2 separate regions of the Mus musculus genome follow, and region 1 is linked to region 2. Evidence: chromatin contacts called from public HiChIP or PLAC-seq data. All regions are on one chromosome and are shown on one strand. Each heading gives the region's core, a stretch centred on a gene start, on an enhancer-like site or on the middle of the called end of the contact. The rest is flanking DNA. Distances are from core to core; before and after follow the strand shown. Region 1 holds the start of Dctn2 (dynactin 2). Region 2 overlaps Kif5a (kinesin family member 5A).

The links. HiChIP or PLAC-seq counts read pairs in DNA pulled down with a chosen protein or histone mark.
Region 1: a contact with region 2 is called in an H3K4me3 HiChIP or PLAC-seq map of the SCID.adh cell line, with 16 read pairs. The contact joins the promoter of Dctn2 here to the enhancer-like site in region 2. A contact is called at or near these places in 7 of 39 promoter capture datasets (the 3T3-L1 cell line, 3T3-L1-derived adipocytes, hippocampal neurons and 3 more), 18 of 484 Hi-C or Micro-C datasets (the G1E-ER4 cell line, the HL-1 cell line, the N1E-115 cell line and 10 more), 10 of 115 datasets of contacts at active chromatin or transcription factors (the 230-238 cell line, CD8 T cells, the HPC-7 cell line and 4 more) and 3 of 9 other capture datasets (adipose tissue, liver and pancreatic islet).

What each region holds. Positions count from the first base shown.
Region 1 is chr10:127,261,968-127,268,540 of GRCm38.p6, forward strand. It overlaps Dctn2 (dynactin 2), which reads left to right and starts at 4,295. Exons shown (of 14, transcript NM_027151.2): 1 at 4,295-4,567; 2 at 5,447-5,515. The coding sequence starts at 4,532. It overlaps Gm40800 (a long non-coding RNA gene), which reads left to right and starts at 2,337. Exons shown (of 2, transcript XR_872171.2): 1 at 2,337-2,734; 2 at 3,400-3,777. It overlaps Kif5a (kinesin family member 5A), which reads right to left and starts at 1,396. Exons shown (of 29, transcript NM_001039000.4): 1 at 801-1,396. The coding sequence starts at 929.
Region 2 is chr10:127,225,622-127,232,224 of GRCm38.p6, forward strand. It overlaps Kif5a (kinesin family member 5A), which reads right to left. Exons shown (of 29, transcript NM_001039000.4): 24 at 5,671-5,887; 25 at 5,303-5,456; 26 at 4,948-5,015; 27 at 4,528-4,555; 28 at 4,124-4,235; 29 at 74-2,800. The coding sequence ends at 4,157. Among named protein-coding and RNA genes, the nearest start is that of Pip4k2c, 17 kb to the left of the region's middle. Within about 2 kb of position 5,295, at least 41 of the 459 cell types and tissues checked have an H3K27ac peak or open chromatin away from gene starts, as enhancers often do. A contact at or near this core is called in CD8 T cells and the SCID.adh cell line, where this site is marked.

The DNA of each region.
Region 1 (6,573 bases), core at 3,045-5,544, 35 kb after region 2:
AAGCATTAATTCGCCTGACGATCTCCTTGGGAGAGGGCTGCCATGACGAGGTAGCACTCATACTACCTTGTATTGGATCTTCAAGACTAAGATGAATAAGCAAGTATGTACAAACTCAGGATTTGGGCACTTTGACTTGGGAGGGCTTAGGATCTGAAATCATCTTGATACTACACTCGGGATAGAAAGGCACACAGGCCCTTAGGATCCTAGAGGCTAACTCTCCAATTGGGTGTGGCATCTGTGTACAGCTTTCCCAGAAAACCCTTCACCAGATTTCTGCTCCCTCCCCCCAAGTCCAGGCAGCAACTACTAAAGGCGATGATGGAAGGGCCCGTCCTAGAACCCACTCCCATTCATTCCTCCACAGAGGCCCTAGACTTCTCATTTCCTATCAAGCCCATCCACTAACCTTCCCCTCCCTTCGTGGAGGTTAGGGTAGAGATGAGAGTCAATAACAAAGGGAAAACGCGCTTTCTCTAGGGGAGAGGGAAAACATCACAAAGGCAGGGAACTGGCTCTAAGGGGTGGGAACATTGCAAGAGAGTAGCAAAGACAAGTTGGGGTTCCTGATGACGGGAAAGGAGCCCCCTCCCACTCTGCAGAGACTTGGCTGCAGGCCTAGGCAGGCCACACCCAGCCATCCTGATGCAGGGGAGAGGAGGGGCTGCGGCGGAGAGGATGGAGGCTGAGCATCCCTGAGCTGCTGCAGGATGACAGGCAGAGGGACTAAGTCTTGGGGGTGAAAAGATTTTTGCATCCCGCCCCCTCCTCTAATTTCCTTCGGATGTAGCACTCACCCCAATAATGACGCTGTCGTCCCCTTGGAAAATGGGGATGAACTTGTCCCCCCGCAGAATCTCGGCCTGGTTCAGGGGCCGAAATCGGCAAAGCACCTTGATGCTGCATTCGTTGTTAGTCTCCGCCATGGTGGTCGACGACGACGAGGGGCTGGGAGCGTCTCCGACTGCAAGGGTAGCGTGTACTCCGGAGGAAGGGGACGCTGGGCTGAGGTCGAGGCAGTGGACAGGTGATCTGTCGCTGAGGCCAAGGGAGCAGCTGGAACGCCTCGGGGAAGATGAGCTTTCGGTGTCCTGCGGCACTGGATGCGGGCGACCTGGGCGTCTGGTCCTCTCGCCGCGCTGTGCCTCTCCGCCCCTCGCGCTGCAGCCGCGCTGCGGGCCTGGGCGGGGCGCGCCGGAGCCGCGGGGGCGGGGTTTCCTTCGCAGGAGGTGATCCTCCGAACTGCGACCACCCAAAGGTGGAGTTTGGCTTAGGCTCACCTGGTTCCTTGATTTGGAGGCTCGCAAATAACCTTGTCCTCACCCCTTCCCCACACAGCTCACTTTGCTACACGCGACCTGTCTGTTCCTCCTTAGACTCCACCTACAGGAATGGAAAAGAGGACTAAGGTGGGCCTGTCGCCTGCCTGGGAAAGAGCACCTACGGGCCTCCCATTCCCTTAATTCCAGAACACACACCCCCGCAAAAAACAAAACAAAACAAAACAAAAAACACCCATTACACCCCACTTTTCATATTTAAATCACACTTATCCTCCTTCTCCCAGCCTCTTTCTGCCCCTCAGATGTACAATGAGCCAGTGAGCCTTTACGGGTGGGAAGCTACAGAAGTGAAGTCTAGATCCCATGGCATGGAGAAAAGACAGGCAGGTCTTGCCTACTCCTCTATAATATAATATATAATAGAAGTAAATATAATATAATAATAGAAGGAAAGACAAGCTATCTTCCAGCCATTCAGGGACAGATGGAGTTCTCATCGAGGCCTCTAAGGTTGGGGTGGGATATGGGTAGGCAGGGCAGCTTTTGCAAGAGAACAGGAGTATAGCAGCCTGAGGAAAGGAACAAAGGGCCAGAGGTCCTGCTGTGAGGAGCTTCCAGGGCAAAGAGTTACATTTGGGTCTCAGACGGGCTCAGTATCTCTGTGTGTTTACTGCCCTAGTTACCTTTGGACAGAGTCTCCATTCTTTTCTTCTCCCAGTTTCCACATCGGAAGAAAAGAAAGAAAGAAAGAAAGAAAGAAAGAAAGAAAGAAAGAAAGAAAGAAAGAAAGAGAGAGGAAAGGATAGGAAAGGAAAGGAAAGGAAAGGAAAGGAAAGGAAAGGAAAGGAAAGGGGACAAAGAGCCAAGCCCAGAGAGTTCTTGTCCTGTCTCCTCCGCAGCCCAAAACAGGAACACCACGAGCTGGTCAAATTGATTTCGCTCAATGTCACAGCCTCTGCTTGTCAACAGAGAGCTCCGATGCAGGGCTTGAGGTTCCAGCCAAGGGGAAGATGGGGTGATGGGAGAAATCAGAAGGGAGGGGGTGGAGGCCTTGGCTCAGAAACTGGCCAGTGTCTAGGGTCAGTTAGTTACTAAGGGGGAAGGATGAGAGGGCAGTGGCCTAGACAAACAAGCCCTAACCGGCCAGATACCAGCTGAGCTGGGCCTTCACTAGTCACACTCCTTGACTCTTAAGGGAACCAACAGAAAGAAGCCCAATACATGACCTGGAGATCATGGTGACAGAGGCCGAGGCTTGGGCAGAAGCCAGGAATGAGAATGGCGAGTTCCTAATTCAGGAACGCTACCCTCGGTCGTTTGGCACTGTTTCTGAAGGTTGCAGCATCTTGCAAGCTCAGGAAATATACCAACGTCCAGCCTCTAGAGACAAGAAGGTGGCATCCTTAGTGACTTCAAAATGACAGTCCATCGAGGCAAGAATTCAGTGGGTATGTGTGCCCACACATGCCCCCAACAAGGTTTTTATACAGCTGCAACAGTTCATCCTCTATTTTCGGTTATTTTAATTTTTGAGATGGGACCTGGCCGGGGGGGTGGGGGGTGGGGGGTCCTTACACAGGCTAGCCTGTTCCTGTATTCCTACCCAGGCTACCAAGTGCTAGGAATATATGTGGACAGCACTGTGTCTGGCTTGAGGACTTCCTTTTGTCCTGAGTGTACCTTTTTATTTCTCTAGTAGCACGTAGTAGGTTTTCTATTTGTCTCTCACCTCCCATCCCAGCCCCAACCCCCTTCCTCCTTCTCCTCTTCTGTTCTTGTTTTGAGACAGCTGGAGCTACATAGAGATTCTGGGACTCACTAGACCAGGCATGTGCCACCACACCCAGCCTTTCCTTCTGTTTTAAAAATGGGTCAGTGAGATGGCTCAGCAGGTGAAGGGGCTTGCCACACGACTGAGTTTGATCTGCAGGACCCCCATGGTGGGGAGAGAAAGCAGATGCATAACAGCTGTCCTCTGATCTCCACGTTCCTGTGTGCGCGCACACACACCACACACACAAAGAAACAAATTAAATTAAATAATTGGGGTTTCTATTGTCATGCATTGATGTGGCAAAGTAAGAGGATTAACCATACTGTATCTCTCCTCCAGAAAGATTGGTTGCTGACTGGACACAAAGCTACTATATGTAAGGTCCTGAGTTCAATCCCCAGCACTGAAAAGTGAGTTCCAAGCCACCCTGAACTACAGTTTGAGACCTGTGTCAAATTCCTTCCTCCTAATTTCTGGGGAACTATTAATGAAATTGATGACCGTCATGGAGAGTTCAGTCAGACTGTGAGCCAGCGCTTTTTCATTTAAGATGTCCAGACTTTTGAAGAAAAAAAGAAGAAGAAATAGCACCCTCAGACGAACTTGGGTTTCAGATTATTATATGCATATCAGAAATATAAGAAGCATGCTTATACTAACAATTGTTAGTTGTTGACCTGAAATTAACTTCAATAAAAAATTGTTATTATTTATTTATTTTATGTGTATGGGTGTTTTGTCTGCATGTATGTCAGTGTACCACGTGTGTGTCTGGTGCCCTCAGAGGCCAGAAGAGGGCACCTGGTACTGGAATTATAAATGGCTGTGAGCCACTATCTGGATGCTGGGGATAGAACCCAGGTCCTCTACAAGAGGACTGTGCTCTTAACCCCTGGGACATCTTTCCAGCTCCTGAAATTAAAATTTAACTAGGGTCCCTCTATTTTGTCCAGAAGCCCTAACCTGAAAAGACGGCCTCATTTTTCTATTCTTTAAATGTTTACTAAATCTTGCTATTGTTTACAACGTGGCGAGCTGTGTGGTTTCATGTAACCAATCTCTAGGTTTTCTAAAGCAGGAATTATGAAACTCCTTTCATAGACTATTAAGAACGAAAGGAGATAACTGTATGCAATAGCTCCCTAACGTTGTTATTGTCGCTTCCAGCCCAAGCCCCAGAAGACCGGGACTACATATCCCACAATGCTAGGCGGCGTCTCCTCGCCATTACCTCATTCCCTGTCGCTCTCACCAATCCCAGCCTGTCCAGGGGTGTGGTAGCCGGCTGTCCTCGCGACTTTTGCTGTCCCCCGCCTCCTGCCGGCCTGCTCCTGTCGCGAGACTTCCTGCTCCTCCGCCGCTCCCCTTATCGTCGCCTTTGCTGGGGACCCGGACCCAGCCTCTCCCCCACTCGGTCACCAGCCCCGGCTCCTCCGAGGCCTCGGTCCCCCAGCCCCGCCTCGCCGCCGCCATGGCGGACCCTAAATACGCCGATCTCCCCGGCATTGTGAGTACAGGGCCGGGCCCGGCTCCCCAGACCGCGCCCCCGACCTCCCGAGGACCCCCAACAGAAGCCAGCCCGCGACCCCTCCCGCTGGCAGCCCCCTAGCCCCAAGGGTCCCCGCCGCTCGCCCTTCGACGGCCGCAGCACCTTCTGGACTCCAGACCCGACTGGGCCGGGCCGTTGGACCGCGTCGGGCCCTTTTTCTGGCAGTAGCCGGTTTCTCCGCCCAGAAATCGCCTCCGGGCGCTTACCACTTGAGCCCGAATGTCTGTACCGTCCATGTCAACAGTGCCCTTGTCGCCCCAAATTTCCCGATTGCCCGCCCCCGCACCCTGACTCCAGCCGAACTCACCAGGCCACTTGGTGGCCTTCATCTTGCCAGGGAAGAGGTTACTGTTGCAGAAACCTTGTGCCAGTGGGGAGCTCTGTGCATTGCGAGCACCTGTGTGCTTGCTCCTCATGCACAAGCCGGCATGTACCCTCCGTTGATGCTGTCCTCTCTGCATTCTCAGGGTTGGGGGCGGGGGGTTGGCACACCGGACCTTGAGAACTAAGGTCCTGAGTCACTCTCAACCCTTGTACAGTGATGTGCAGGGCCTAACTCAAGAAACCCTCACCAGATTAGGACAAGATAATTACCAAGGACTGGCCTCTCAGCCATGTTCAGGGTAGCATCTTTCTTTCACTATGGACGTTTTATCCCAGATCCCAGTTTGTACCTGTGGTCATCCCACTGGATGAAACGGACATAGAGTTGACAGGGGAGGTGGAGGGCGGAATCCTTGAATGACAGTCAGGTTTTGCAATGCCTTGTTCAAAGGAAATGGGATAAGGGATGAATGCTGGGTAATGAGTCTGGGTGGTCACCGCTTCTCCCTGCAGGCCAGGAATGAGCCAGACGTTTATGAAACCAGCGACCTACCTGAGGATGATCAAGCAGAGTTTGATGCGGTAAGACTGTGTGCTACCTCAGGATCCCTCTGGACTCTGACCTTTCTCCCCAGATGCAGGTCCTTTTCCTTCTCTGGCAAGCCACAACAATAAGTGGGTATGCCAACCCCAGCCTGGGTGGTGTGGAGGTCTCAGGGCTTTCAAAGGCCTTGCCCAGCAGCTGGCAGCCACCAATGAACAATGCCAGAAAGGAGAGTCGAGCCAGTGAGATTACAACTAACAAGACCTGTAAAACCCAAGTCTTATTAAATACAATTGAGATATCTCAAAGCAGTTACATTCTGGACTAGTGATTAGTTAGGCCCCAGGGTCTAATCTGTGCATTGAATTATAAAGCTTGAACATAGTAAATCGTTTAAGGTTGGAGTAGACATTTTTTTTTAAAGATTTATTTTGTTTATATGAGTACACTGTAGCTGTCTTCAGACACACTAGAAGAGAGCATCAGATTCTATTTCAGATGGTTGTGAGCCACCATGTGGTTGCTGGGAATTAAACTCAGGACCTCTGAAAGAGCAGCCAGATGCTCTTAACTGCTGAGCCATCTCTCCAGTCCGACCTTTTTTATTTTATAAGATATTTCACTCATTAAATTAAGTTCTCATTAGTATTTAGCAAGAACTTGAATTTGAACTGTAGCAGCCATTAGGGAAGGTGGAAGCAAATGACTTGGAAATGTCAGAAAACCACACGCGTGGTCAGACCAAGATCATTTTGGGGAATAACATAAATACTGTAATCAGCCGAGAAAAGACGATAGTAATATATTAAGCCTGCTCTGTGTGCTCTAAGGAGTCGGGGGCGGGGCACACACTTTAACCAGGAATTTATTGCAGAGGAAGAGATGCCCTAAAGGAGCCCTTTTACATGACTGTTAGACTGTGTACAGGAAGTATAGGAGTTAGCATACGTATAGGTAACATAAGAGAAAGCCCAGGGTGAATGAACAGCAGTCAGTACAGTCCTGGGGGTACAGAGGTCCAGCGATGGCCTCTATAGATTGTGTTTTATTAGCTCCACAGCAAACTGGGCTGAGCTAGGCTGGGCTCTCACTGATG
Region 2 (6,603 bases), core at 4,045-6,544:
TGTGCAGGCAAAACTTGTATCAACAAAAGGCAAACAAAAGCCCTTTGAAAAATGAATAAGAAGCAACAGCAAGTCGTCATCGAAGTTATTTTATTTTAAAGATATTTGTGTCCACCAAGTAAATACACACTGGGATTTGTGCGGTTTGGTTTTGTCTTCCACGCCGGCATGCAACATTTCACTTTGGCAGATGTAAGTGGGCGGGCCAGGGGCCCTGGTGGTGGCCTGGCTCTCTGAAAGGGATGTAGTGAAGGTAAGGGGGAGGATGTGGTGAGAACCTTCCGGTGAAGGGCTGTTTCTTTAGCATAGCAAATGGCCGTGTCCCTTACATCTTGCCGAGGAGGGAAGGCTGGCCACTGCCGCCCCCCTCCTCATCTGCTCTGCTGCACGCCTCCACATCTCCTCACTTGTATTTTGAAAAGGATCGTTTGGTGACAAGATCATGCAAACTCCCTCAGAATCCCAAGCATCCTCATCCTGCCAGCATGAGCCACAGGGAACACCCTTTTCCTTCCTTGCCCACTGTGTCTGAGGTGTGCGATTTGTCTGCACCTCCTGACCTTTCTTTTGAGTTGTGGTTTTAGAGAGTGTGTGTGTGTGTGGGGGGGGGGAGCAGACTGGACCCCTCTGGCAAATGAGTGAGTTCTAAGCTCTTAGGGCTATCTCAGGACCCTCCAATGAATGAAGCATTTTCCACTGTGAGGGGGTATGAAAAGAAAGAAATTATAACAAACGTTCCTCGCTCTGAATTACTTTACCATTTTGGTTGTTTCGTGTTGTTTGCGGTTCCAGAGATAGACTGAACCCTCAGACTTGTCACACTAAGTGTCTTCGCATGGTACCACTAAGCCATGGTCAAAGCCCTAGGTTCTGCTTAGTCATCAGATTTATTCTGAAGTGTTTGAAAATTGTCACTTGGGAGTTCTCCCATGCCAGTCTGATACTGTCTTCATCTCAATCACTCCCTACAGAGCAGAAACGGTCCCTTGAGGGAGTCACAGCCACTACAGCTCATAGTTGCCAGCTGTCACCCACAGGGAGTTTTCCTCCCAGGCCTAGCAGGGTCTGGACAGCAGGCTGCCCTCTGTTGGAGAGCCCTGGTCTCCCATCCTGGGATGGACTGGGTATCTGGATACTCAACTGTTTTTCTTGGCTTAGGCTGAGTACTGACCTTCATCCCTGCAGCTGTCTGGAAAAATACCTTAGCAGATGGGAGGACAGGACCATCTGAACTAAAGCAACGTCCGTCCTCTTCAGTGCTGGGCAGGAGGGGACCTGAGCTGAGATGGCAGTGGGGAAAGCATTAATTTCATGCTCTTAGCCCCTGCCAGTTCGGAAAAAAACTGTCCTGTCCCCACTTCCTTCCTTTCCTCCCTTCCTTCCTTTCTTTCCTTCCTTCCTCCCTTTCCTTACTTTTCCTTCCTTCCTTCCTTCCTCTTCCTTCTTCCCTTTCCTTCATTCTGAGATAGGATTTCCTCCCGTCATAGTACAAGCTCTCCTGGATCTAACTGTGTAGTCCAGGATAGCCTCAAATTTAGCAATTTTCCTACCTCGGCTTCCTGAGAGCAACATTCGAAAGTGTGAGCCACTACACCCAGCTTCTGCTTTTTTGCTTTTGCAGTGCTGGGATCAACAGCAGAGCTTTTTCCTGTGTCAGGGAGGCCGCCTGCCACCATGCTCCAACCTGCTCCCCCACCCCTGTCTTTAAAGTGCACTTGGGACCAGATGGAGATTACAGAAGGAACTGTGTTTGGGGGAGGAAGGTATACTGGGAACAGGCCAGATTCCATTCTGAAGGGACGGCATCTAGAGACGGCGATTATGCCAACAAACCGGAAGCCCCAAACCAAAGTCAGGAGTGGGAAGCACACACAGCCCAATATGGGAGAAAGAACGAGCTTGGAGCTTCAACCTGAGGGTTCTGTGACAGAGTAGCACACAGTAGTCCCTCAGCCTGCTCACTCCCCAGAGCCAGGGAGCCAACCATTCTGACTCCACCTGCGTATAACTATTGGCACAGACAGGTGAGCAGCGGTTTCTCAGCAGTCCGCCTTCTCGAATTTTCAGAAGATGTTTTAAACCAACTCTAAGTTCTGGTTGTGATATCTGGAGTGGAAAGTACAAGAGGCTTGGGCCAGAAAGGGAAACAGTCCCTTGAGTAGTCCATGCTCTCCAACCAGGGAAGGGAGCACAAGGCAGACCTCACAGGGCAGAGGAGACCGCCTCCAGTGTGCTGACTCCGGTGAGGGATGCGTATGTGTGAGGGAGAGAGCGGTGTCGCAACCTTCCACTGGGGCCTCCTCTGTGTTCTGTGTAAAGAGGGAAGGGGTCTATTTCTCTCTTTTCGTAGATGCTAAGACATTCCTCTGCTTAAGGCTTTGTATGTACACTGTGTGTGCATGCGTGTGTGCGTGTACACGTGTGTTTGTGAGAGAGAAGAAGGGCAGCCTCCCCGCTCCCATTTTTCCTTTATCTTTTGTGACCTCTACTCAGTGACTGACATCACTCGGTGTAAGAAACGAGTCTATGGAAGAAAGAAGAAATATTCCCTCCTCCCTAACGCCCAACGAGGAAGGGAGACTATGCTTAAAAACTGCTAAATACATCATCAGATACTTAGAGGGGAGGACAGAGAGGAGAGACAGCAGCAGCTTCTGATAGATAGATACAGAGTACAAAGAGATACGGAATAGGAGGAGACATCAAACAGTCCAACATCACGGGCTGGGGAGGGAGTTAGTGTCAGAGACCACAGGTTTTGCAGCATGCTGAGAGAAGAGGCCTCAGTCCCTCTTAGAAACTGGGGAAGAAAGAGAAAGAGGGTGTGAGGAGCCAGCCCGGCCTGGCCTCTGTGTAGGAACAGACAACATAGAACACCACGAAGCCAGCCCCACCCCCCACTGCCAGCCAGTCCAATCCATGTTTCTCCACCCCAAGTCTTGCCAGCATCCTCTCCCCCTTAACACATCTCTTTCTCTCCTGCTTTTCTGCCTGAGCCACTGTCCGGGGAAAGCCTGGGAGGGACGCGGCCTCGTGCATCTCAGCAAGACTGGACATTTTCTCTTGATTCAGCAAAGGAGCTATAAAGTGTACCATAACATAGGTCTCTCTGACCATCTGGGGTCTAAAACAAACATGGAATATGCCCGGTGACACCAGGTCCTGGTGTGATCGGGGACTTGGTGTGATTGGGGAGGTGTTGAAGCTGGAGGGTTAGTGGATGGGGAGGCAGCTGGTTTCCATTTTTACTGACCGTACTGTTGTTTCTAGCTAGAGACACCGAGAGTCTTTGGCAGCATATGTCAATCCAGGAGTAGTGCAGACATCACCTTTACACGAGGTGGCTTAGACATCTCTGTGTATCTAAGGCTATTTTAAGGCTATTTTAGGGTAAAGGCACAAGGTAGTAGACCGATGGACAGCAGCCCTTGCCTTTAACAAAAATTTTAATGTATGACAGTGACCCCTAGTGGTAGAAATGAGTACTGTGATTACCACCAGCACCTAAGGGAAGGCTTGGGGCCATGGGAGGTCAGGGTTGGCTATGAATGAGATTTGGGCTTTTTAGCAAATGTTTCTGTTTGGTTTTGATACAGGGTCTCATGAATCCAGGACTCCTTTGAACTCATGATCTCCCTGCCTCTGCCTCGTGCAGCCATACAGGGCCAAGCAGGAGTTGGAAGATTTTGGCTCAGTCACTAAGTGCTTACTGAACAGACATGAGGACTATGTTTGGATCCCCAGTACCCCAGGGGACAGAAATGGGCAGATATGGGGGGTGGGGTGGGACAGAGGGAGGGTGGGGAGGTGACTGACCAGCCAGTCTACCCCAAAACAGCAAGCTCCAGGTTCTGTGAGAGACCTCAAAAAGTAAGATGGAAAGTGAGAGAGGAAGACACCCACACCAAGGCTGGCCTGTGGATGTGAGCGCGCACACACACACACACACAAATGAAGACACCCACACCTACTAACCTTGGCCTCCTGATGTGGGTACACTCATGCACACACAACACACACATACAGACACATACAAACATATACACATACACATGAACAGGAGAAGCAGCCATGGCCAGACAGGAGGAGGCTGGGGCTAGGGAGGGAAGTGGCCTGCAGCTACCTGAAAGTGCAGATATGTGGCCAGGGTTGGGAGTTAGCTGGCTGCTGTCTCTTGGTGGAGAGGGAAAAGCTTGGCCTGGTCCTCAGCCTCATAGCCACACGGCAGGTCACTCCTGGAGGAAGAAACAGCCTGTCAACAGCTCTGCCCCCACTGCGGCCAGCACTCTGACAGCGTGCCTGAGATACTGAAGGGCGGGTGAGGGCAGGAAGGATGCAGGCTTCCTAAGGAACCTCAGGCCTTGCCCAAGGTCGGAACGTTCCCTGAGGTACGGAGAAAGTACCCATGGGAGTGCCTGGATCTCCTGCCTCATTTCTTCCCTCCTCCCCAGAGCTCCAGGGAAGTCCTCTTAGAGAAGTGTTATTCGATTTTTTTGGGTCCCGCCCAGAGACCCCAAGTCTGAGTACCTGTTGTCGTTGATATCTGTGGCATTTCCTGAAGGGATGAGAACACAGGGTTAGAAAAAAGCTGGCGTGAGGAACAGTCTTCACAACCCCTCCCATCCTGAAGCCCATGCCTCTGAACTGGTAAACTGAGGCACTCTACCCTCACCACTCCAGAAAATAGTGGGTTTGGCTGGAGACCTAAGCAAGCCCTTAGGAGAAAGCTGGTCCACATGAATCGTACCCAACCCCGGTACAACCCCTCCCTCCCCAGCTGTACCAGGAATGGGATGCAGGGCAGAAACCACACTAGGCACAGGCTGTTCCACGAGCTCTCCCTGACAGTATCGTTTTGTTTGACCCTCCAGTGAGAGGAAGGTTCTGTTCGTGTCTGTTGTAAACACCTCTCATCTTCCCTGGGAATCCTGCGTCTTCATCACTTACCATTGTCCATGTTGGCCTTCTGGTAGGAAGCCAAGGGGGCAACAGATGTGGCTCCGCTGCTGGCAAAGCTGGAAGGAGCAGAATACAGATGCAGCCCACCATTCTGAGAGCCACTATGCCCACCTTCCTCCCGGTCACTCACCCTTTCTATGCCTGCAACAGAGGCCACCAATCATGGCGACAAGGAGAAAGCACCCACCTCCTAACCACGACCCAGAAGACCGCGAAAAGGGTTAGAAACCACGGGACTCAGGAAATGCATTTTTAAAGGAACCAAGAGCTGACACCACCCTAATGCCTTCAGAGGGCCCAGATGGCCTTGGGCTGGAACTGCGGCCACACCCACGTCACTCACTACATATCTGAAGTGGAGCTAGGCGCAGCCTGCAGGTGCAGGTTCTGGTAGTTCTGGAAGAGGTTGTTGGTGTAGCTGATACACTCGGGGCTCCGGGTGCCGTAGGGGTTGGTGGGTGAGGAGGCAGGATAGTGGCCAGGCCTCACAGGCTTAGCTACAGAACAGAAGAAACAACCGTGAGAAAGCTATCATCGGTTACCCGAGTCTACCTGGCCCCAAGGTCAACCCCAGCAAACCACAAACTGACAGCGTCATCCTCTGGTGGAAAGGCTGGGGACTAAAAGCAAGCGTTGAGTGGTCTGGCACTTAGGGACTGGCTGCGTTTGCCTCAGGTGGCGATGCGGTCTCACCAGCTGACATCCACTCACCGATCTGGGCAGAATGGCCCCGCTTGCCGGAGCTCTTGTACCGCACGGCTTCTTTGATGCGGTCCACCTCCTGCTGGTATCTACGCTTGTCCTTCATAGCGCCCTCCTTGGCCTCCTTCAGTGCACCCTCCAGGGCCTTAACTCTCTCAGCCGTAGCCCGAAGTCGTTTTTCCAATTTAGGAAGCTCACAACGCAGATCTGCATTGTCACGTACCAGCTGCGGAGTGAGCCGCACGGGAGAGCCCAGAAGAAAAGCCGGTGACCCAAAATAGTCACCCAGAGGAGCGTGGGGGTTGGGAGAAGAGAGAATAAAGGACAATCAAGGCCCTGTCAAGGGACCTCCTTGCTCTAGCAGTGTGTGGCTCTAGCCGGTTCTTCCATCTCCCTGTTTTCTTTTTTCCTTTTTTTTTTTTTTTTTTTTTTTTTTGGTTTTTCGAGACAGGATTTCTCTGTGTATCCCTGGCTGTCCCGAGCGCTGGGATTAAAGGTGTGTGCCACAATGCCCGGCATCTCCCTGTCTTCTAAGTGGCAAAACCTGCAGCTCTGCTATGGCCCTGTCCACGCGCCATCCATCTGGACACTCCCGTCCGTCCACTGTACGCCACAGCCCATGCCCGACCCACAGCTCCAGGGCCCCATGGGGATGAGATGGCTGAGTGAGCGTGCCAAGGCAGGACAGCAGGAGCACATGACAGAGGGTGGACACAGGCTGAGAAGGGCGCGGCAGGTGAGAGCCTGGCAAAGTAGAAGCTAGGCTCTGTAGAAGCCAGGCTCTGGGACCCATGCAGCCACACACACAGAGCCTCGCAGGAAGGAAAGGAAGTCCTGAGATTGCACAAACGTTTGTGCTCACTGCCTTTCCCCAGGGACCCCCTGGGCTGTCTTCCCCTACCCTGTTAAAATTATGCCAGAGTGTGATGGTAACCACTCCGC